Regions from separate parts of the Zea mays genome. Here all the other regions are linked to region 1. The links are chromatin contacts, called in public Hi-C maps. All regions are on one chromosome and are shown on one strand. The core of a region is the stretch at or near the end of the contact, and the rest is flanking DNA. Distances in the headings are between cores, read along the strand shown.

Region 1 (2,700 bases), core at 87-2,586:
ACGATGAACTGATCCAGCTTGCCCTGGATTGTCAGATAGTATTTTAGCATTCTCAGAGGAATCACCCGGTGCGTCTTACCAAGACTCGCCCAATTGACGTACATATCCATGAGAGCGCTCATAACGTGCTTGTCGGAGTCCAAACCGGCTCTGATGAGGTAGCCGTGTATTTCCATACCATGACCAAAAGCACCAGTTCTGGTCACGACCTGAAGAATGCTGCCGAGCGTAAACTCGTCGCACTCTGCGAATTCAAACATCATAGCACGAAAATGAGCTGAGGCTTCTTCGTGGCACAGGTTTTCCGCATAGCACTGGATTACGGTGTTCCAAGAAACCAAATCTTTGCCATTCATCTCATCGAACACGTTCCTCATCAGCTGCAGTTCACCTGACCGTCCGTAGAACCCAATCAGACAGTTATCCAGGAACTCCTTGCCGACCAACCCCATCTTGATCATGCAGCAGTGTAGCTGATGGCCCAGCCCCACTCCCACGTGACCCAGACTCGAAGCTGCCCTTAGCGCCACCGACAGCGTAAAAGCGTCGCAAGCGACGCCACCACGGGCCATCTCCATGAACAGCACCAGTGCTTCGGCGTCACGTCCGTTCTCGGTGTACGCACTGAGCATGGAGGTCCACGAGACCAGGTCAGGAGAGGCGATACTGCCGAAGACCTTCTCGGCGCAGGGGAGGGACTGGCAGCTCGAGTACATGGTGACGAGGCCGTTGGCCACGAAGAGGTCAACGCCCACGTACCCGAGCTTGGCGACGGCGCCGTGGAGCTGCCTGCCGAGCCGGAGGCTCCCCACGGCGGCGCAGGCGCGCAGCGCGACGGAGAAGACGAAGGCGTCTGGTCTGACGAGAAGGCCGAGCATGCAGAGGAGCAGCTCGAGCGCCTCGGAGGCTGGGCCGTGGGTGGCGTACCCGGACATGAGCGTGGTCCAGGCGACGAGGGACCTCCCTCGATCCGGCATTGCGTCGAACACCTCCCGCGCGGGCTGCATCCGGCCGGCGCGGGCGTGGGCGCGGAGCAGCGAGAGCTGCGCCGCGGCGGCGGCAGTGGTGGAGGCGTTTGGGACGAACGTATTATTGGGTCTGTGGCTGCCCCTGCGTGGGGACTCGGGGGTGACGGCGCTGCTCGTGAAGCTGGAAGCGCGCGGCAGCGAGTGAGGAGGAGGAGGAAGCGCCATTGGAGGCTGAATCGCTGCGATCGGAGACGTCACGAGGGTCTGAATGGAGTGGACAGGAGGACGACGGGGATAAGGTTTATTTTAGTTGGGCTCTCCTCTCCACTCCTTGTTTTTCTTACGATGCGGTCATCTATTTCTGGGCCTCCAGCCCATGCCAGCCAAGGCCCACGCATTGAGACAACTTTCCTTCGCCCTTCGATGCATTTGTTTGTAGTTTTGCACGTCGTCGCCCATCCGTCCTCCTCGGGAGCAGCCTCAGCCCTCGGCACAGCAGCGTGATTGGTTCATTGGTTGTTTTTGCTGAGCTTCGGAGCTTGCCTCGCGGCGCTGGGAACAAGCTCCTCGCCAGCTTACGAGAGCCAAATTAGCTCCAAGAGCATCTACAACAACATTATCCAAAGGATATTCTATCATTAGTTTAGGTAGTGAATGTAAACTTTGGTTAATACCATCCTTGCATGCTTACCCGGGACATGCAAGTGAGTAGAGAACTCCTTTACTTGATTGCTTCTTCAAGATGAGTATTAAATTTAGGAGTAATAATGCAAGTGAGTAGAGAACTCAAAGACAATAATCACAATAAGTAAAATGAACAAGTGACACAACGATTTTTACAGTGGATCAGCCAATGCCTACTCCACGTTGTGTTAACCTCCTTTGTTCAAGTGTTGCACTCAACCCCTCTCAAGTGATCCAAAGATCACATTTGAGTTTCACATATGTCTTCCTTATATCAATATCCCTTTACGAGGAATCTCCACATATTGGAGTCTCTGACGCATTGCACAGTTGATTACAATCAAAACCGGAATAAGGATGGGAGTAGAAACGCACACAATAGCACAACGCAGCAAGAACACGCACACAACAAAAAAGGAAGAGCACACGAATCAACACGACAAAGTTACAACTCAAGAACGCGCCCAAATCTCTCTCTAACAAGTCAACAACGTGGTGCAAAGATTCAGAGTTGTAGTGTACTCAAAGGGTGCTTTGGTTCTGCTCCATGGCGCTTAGGGGGGTTCCTTTTATAGCCCTAAGTGGCCTAGGAGCTGTTGAAGCCGTCACACCCAGATTTAATAGCAAACCCGAGCGCAAACAAATGTGTGCTGGGATCAAATCTCACACATATGATGACTCGTGGTACAGAAACGAATGCCACATCTTTATTATCGAATAGGAGTTCTGTACAAAATAGCTAAATAATTACATCATATGAAGACAACGATCCTCCACAATCATAGTTGACTAGGAGACGACGGTCTAGACCTCTCATGAATTCATCGCGACATCCTTCATGCTCCTTATCTTGCGGTACATGTTCTTGACCTGAGGGTGAGTACAACAAGAGTGAGTTCACATACGTTCATCGTTCAACAGGTTGTGGGGAATAATGTGCATGAGTTTACTTACGGTGGGGTCATGTGAAATGTGAGGCTTACTAAAGAGAATCGTTAAGGCTGCGCGTTGTTTTTAACAAGTTGATCGAAAGTTTACTACTAGTTAC
Region 2 (2,700 bases), core at 197-2,696, 140 kb before region 1:
TTGTCCATCCACTTGTCCTTTTGCGAGAGCAAGAGGTAAATCAGTGCCGACTGGTCGTCGGCCTCAAATGCTGGCCGGCCCTTGAGGTTTGCCGTGAGTACCTTGCCCGCCTGATCGCGGATGAACCCCTTGGGTCCCATGGGCGCCCACGCGTCCAGGAGGTCAAGCGACCACTGGCAATTCCTGAAGAGGAAGCTGCCGGTGTTGAGTGCAATCCAGGAGTGCTTCTCGAAGAGGAGGTCCTGGTAGCCGTGGATGATGAGGTTGTGGCCGTCGTAGCGTGACAGGGGCAGCTCGAACGACATGTCGGTGAAGAGCGCGTCGCTGTCCATCCACCAGATCCACTCGACCTCCGGGTGGGAGAGCATGAGGCGGCGGAGCAGCGGCAATTTGGCCCAGTATCCGGCGAGCTCGTTGTCAAGGTGCGCGAGGTTGTGGACGATCTCGATGCCATGGAGGCGGCAGTAATCGATCTTATTCTTGGTAGTCTTGAGCAGGTAGTGGTCGCCGAGCGGGTTGTCGCAGGGCCCCGGCTGCGAGCCGGTTACGAGCATAATCCTGGGCTTGCCCCCGGCAAGGGTGGCCGGGAAGCCAGGGTTCTGGGCCAGCCACCGTCGGCGCTGCGCGTCCCAGTCGGAGATCTTGGGCCCGAGCGCGTATTTGCCGACCGCGGCCGCGTACGCGGCGGCGGCCTCGGTGGCGCTGAGCGCGGTGGCGTTGAAGCCAGAGGCGGCGCCGAAGTCGCCCTCGTCGTCGGGGTCGGGGCCGGAGTCGGAGCGGATCTCGCGGAGGATGCGGTCGATGTCCTCGACGGCCTTGGCGTCCGCGAGCGCTTCGGCGTCGGAGGGCTGCGAGGGGAGGGAGAGGTTGAGGCCGATGGTGCCCCGGAGGACGAGGATGGTGACGAGGCCGCAGAGCACGGTAATCTTGAGGTTGTTGAAAGTGCGGTGGATCTTGCGCGACCGGCTGTGGTGGAGCGGCGACGCGCCCCGCGGCCGCGGCGCCGTCATCGGCAGCCCTCCCCCGCCGCCGCCGCCTCCTCCTCCCCCCTTGCTGTTGTACCCCATCCCCTCCTGGCCCATCCCCGCCACAGAGGACGGAATCCTCGGTTTTTTATTGCCCACTCCTGGTTCCCCCCGCCCGGCGCCGCGGATTGGGGTCTCGGACTGCTGACTGTGGGGGGCGGGGCGCGACTCGCGTCACATGGGCGGGGAGAGCAGCACCGCGCGGCGCGCTGGAGCTGGAGTGCGACCTGCGTCGACGGCGAGTGGGGACGGGAATTGATATGGGATCGCAGGATGCGAGGGTGTGACCGTGTGAGTGGTGTCGGGAATAGGGGAAAGAGGAAGCGGGGTGTGTGTTTATGTGAGCGGTGAGCCGGTGAATCCCTTTTCTTTATGGGCTTCGTCTCTCTTATGAGTCTGGACAATGGGCTGTCGGCTGTTGACCCGGGTTTGGTTTCGCGGCTTCGGCCGGCCGGACCGCCGGGAAATTTTGGGGCGGGCGTTGGGGAGGAGGGCGCCGGAGAAGTGGTGGACGTGCGGTGCCGTGCCGTTTGGCGTGCGGGCGTCGCGTTTGCCACTCCGCCTGGGGTTGTTGGATGGAGGCCTGGACCGTGTGTGCGTACTGCGTGCTCGCACGTCTTCCGGGCCGGCAAACCGGGCGGCCATCTCGTTCTTGTCCAGGCCCGGCGTGTAACCTTCCCAGTATTCTTTATTATTCTTTATTTATTCCAATACTGTACGCTACTGGAGTTTTATTCATGGTCTGATTGATGGTCACGGTGATTTCAACTCTCCACTGTTGATGAGTTCTTGGGATACGGGACCGAGATAAATGCGGCACGGCGAGTCTTCCTATGTGCAGAGACTGCACGGCTTTCACGGCGCGTATACAGTAGGTTATTTTGATTATTTTTACTCGTGGTACTACTATCCACGTGGACGAGATTAAGCCATATAATTATAGAAAAATTGGAACGTAGCATTCTTGGTAAATTGCAGAAACGAAAGTTGCCGTTCCTTTTGGAGAGGACAACCGAGCTTTGCCTCTAGTTGAGAATTAATGACTCGTTGTTTTCCCTCTGCTAAACACATCGAATATTTAGATACGAGGTACAAGTATTAAATTATAATTTAATAATAAAACTAATTATAAAACTAAACCACAAGACGAATCTAGTAAACCTAACTATTCTATGATTTACTAATATGATGCTACAGTAAATATTTACTAATTATAGATTAGTTAGGTTTTAAATTTTTGTCTCATCTTTACCTATATAAATACTTTTATAATTAAATTATATTTAATGCTTATATTTGACATATAAATATTTGATAGGACACATAATAAAACTTTAGTTCCTACAAACGTAAATAAGTGTTTTTCACATATTCTCTCTAACATGTAAGTGTTTAAATATGACATGTATACTACTACTTTTGTCTTAAAATATTAGTCGTTTTAGCACTTGTTTTTTATGTCTATATTTAAATGGACGATGATGAATCTAGACACGTGAGTAAAACACACATCAAATATTATATGGATTTATTAATTATCTAAAACGAATTTTAATTTAGGATAGAGAGAGTATTTATTAGAAATATGAATAGTTCGTTTCTCGCTCTCTAGTTCTAACACATTATCATGTATGAATAGCTCGTTATTCCTTCGTAATTACTGACTGACCATTTG
Region 3 (2,700 bases), core at 42-2,541, 210 kb before region 1:
CTGGAATGGAGCCGCTCCATCCCAGTGGCTCCCCAACCAAACGCACCTAAAAGTATGCAAGAATTAAGATAACACGAGAATCTTGTCACGAGAATAGAGCGGAGTCATTCCATTCTTTGTTTGGTTTGAGAGCCGTATGAGTGTAGAGGGGAGGAGAGCCAGGAGAGCGCTCACGTCCGAGAGAGCGCTCGCATCCGGTCGTTTTTGTGGAGCGGGAGCGTTCCAACTACTTATAGTAAATTTCCATATGGAGATCCAGGAGCCGCTCCACTCTTATTTTGTTGGAAACTAAACGTCCAGAAAATTAGAATGGAACCACTCTATTCTCCCTCACTCCCCAACCAAACACACCCTTATATATATCATGACAGACGGGAACGTCTTGAAATGTTCAGTAGTGGTGCAGTAGAAGCAAGTAATACATACCGATACTCAAGATGGTACTTATAGCCTTGCAACATGGGGTCAATCTGGAATATTTTTTGTCCATCGCTTGGTGGGGGGACCACTCGAACTCTGTTCAAGGCTTGAGCATCAGCCACACCAGCACCGCACGTTGTCTCTTCAGAAATGTCTGGTACCTGGAACCGTGCCGAAGAGACGAAATGTTCAGAAGACGATTGTATGGACAACTCTAAATGGTGGTACAGTACAGACTTGTGGAGCTCCATGGAACGTTTAACCGTTTGGGCATCTCACTAATCGTGTGTCTCATTGTTCTCAAATAGCATCCAAAAAGAGGTAAAAATCAGAAATGCATGTAGATGTAGACTTTCAGGTGAATTATGTGATAAAATGCATGAAAGTGACGAGTGGATGACGAACCTCCAGTTCATCCGACTGGAATTGAGCCGAGTCAGCCCTTGATGCGAGGCCATCATTCTCGCCCTCAGGAACCATGACCGCCTTCCTGGCCGCGGCCGCCGCGCGCATGGCCCCGTGCGTCCCCGAACATCCAACTCGAGCACCCCCTGCATGCATCACCAATTCACCAGTTCACCACCACAACACTCGCATACAGACCCGAATCAGGCCCACACTTGATCAGAGAGGGAGGAGGAGTTGCAGGATCATTACGAGTTAAGAAGAGGCCGGTGTGCCGGAAGACTAGACTACCCTCCCCGCCGCCGGTGAGTCGGGGAGCCCTTACGGCCCCACCGAGCACCGCCCCAGAAACCGCGAACGCCATCTCGCCTTCGCAGCCGGATCGGATCGAACTGATCAGCCAATGCTAAAACCCCAGCGACCGCAAGAGCGAAATCCGGGTCTGCTCTGGGTGACTGCAGGGCTACAATTAGGAGGGGCGCGGGCTGCCTATATAGCACGGAGACGAGCGGTGAGGGGAGTGGGCGTTCACGCGACCTCGGCAGTTCGGGGCGGGGGCGAGGCGGACGGCTGCATGAGCAGTGGCGTGCACGGGCGGTCGAGGCAGGCCGTTGCGCGTCGGTCCAAGCGCACACGCGCACGCGCAGCTCCAGCGGCGGCGTGGCGAGGTCCTGCTGATCGTGCAGGGCGGGGACCTTGTGCTTCGCGGTGGCGTGGGGATGGCAATCGCGCTTCGCTTTTCGGTGGGGAGCGGGGCTGCGGGCGGCCGCGCGAAGTCCGGGGGCAATGCTCCAGATGCCAGGCGGTGTGGGCCCCAGGCGCGGCCAGGTGGAGCGCGCAGCTGCACGGGTCGCGCAGGCCGCAGTGGAAGAACGAAGGTCGAAGGAGAGGGAGTTCGCTTCACGGGCGAGGCTTTTTTCCTAGCGCGCGGCCGCGCCGTTGCGGACTTGCGGCTCACCGCGTCAGCGCGCGGGTCCGTCGTGCCTTTTTTTTTGCACACTCGAGCAGTCGAGCAAACGGGAGATGCTTTTTTAATATTTTTTATCGATTAACGGTGAAGCTACAGCAAGTTTAACGATATGGCACAAAGTGAGTTTTATGATATTGTCCTATCATATATAACTAACTAAAAATATATTTATACATTTAATACTTAGCTCATCTCTTCCTCTTATATTATATCTTAGAGTCCGTGAGCAACAGTTCGCTTTCATTCTCTCTTCATTTTTTTTCTTTCATATCATCACAAATCTGATGTGTTATATCCTACAGCTCGCCTACATCACCTTATTATACTTGCTTTTAGGATCTAGTTTGGAAACTCAAATCCCCTTCGAGATTGAAGGGGTTGGAGAGAAAATAAGTTCATTTTCACCTTAATTCCCTCCGATCCCGATGGAGATTTGTATTTCATTGCTACTAGGGCAACCTTAAATTAATTACACAATTACATAATGCACTGACGTAGAACATTACAACATAAACATGTTCATGCCACATCTATGAAATACAAATGGTAGGTCATGTCACTAGCGCAGCATAAATGTCATCTGGAAACTCACTCGTGTCTAACTCACCTAATGGTCCACTACTAGTTTCTGTTACCCCTACATCAGTTACATGCTTCCCAGACACAAAATTTCCAAGTCGTGGTTGTGTATAGCACTATCCCTAATAAAGTTATGTAGGGTCATACAAGTTATAATTATTTTTTATTGCTTCCGCACCGAGAAACATGGGAGACTAAGCAAGATCTGCCACTTCACCTTCAAACACATCAAATGACCGCTCTATGACATTTCTTAGGGATGAATGTGCATAGTTGAATACCCCTTTCTCATCTACGGGATGTCTCCCATGTTGTCGTTCTGTAAC

What was found. A called contact is a pair of places that touch in the nucleus more often than the background predicts.
Region 2: a Hi-C map of ear shows a contact between it and region 1, with 3 times the contacts expected there. The contact joins the promoter of LOC732750 here to the promoter of LOC103627235 in region 1. A contact is called at or near these places in 4 of 25 Hi-C or Micro-C datasets (ear, leaf and tassel).
Region 3: a Hi-C map of leaf shows a contact between it and region 1, with 4 times the contacts expected there. The contact joins the promoter of LOC542238 here to the promoter of LOC103627235 in region 1. A contact is called at or near these places in 3 of 25 Hi-C or Micro-C datasets (ear, leaf and tassel).

What each region holds. Positions count from the first base shown.
Region 1 is chr5:171,977,997-171,980,696 of Zm-B73-REFERENCE-NAM-5.0, forward strand. It overlaps LOC103627235 (pentatricopeptide repeat-containing protein), which reads right to left and starts at 1,337. Exons shown (of 1, transcript XM_008647524.4): 1 at 1-1,337. The coding sequence starts at 1,193.
Region 2 is chr5:171,841,678-171,844,377 of Zm-B73-REFERENCE-NAM-5.0, forward strand. LOC732750 reads right to left here and starts at 1,447. Exons shown (of 1, transcript NM_001112379.2): 1 at 1-1,447. The coding sequence starts at 1,082.
Region 3 is chr5:171,768,518-171,771,217 of Zm-B73-REFERENCE-NAM-5.0, forward strand. It overlaps LOC542238 (amylose extender 1), which reads right to left and starts at 1,292. Exons shown (of 22, transcript NM_001426901.1): 1 at 1,078-1,292; 2 at 826-971; 3 at 427-581. The coding sequence starts at 1,189.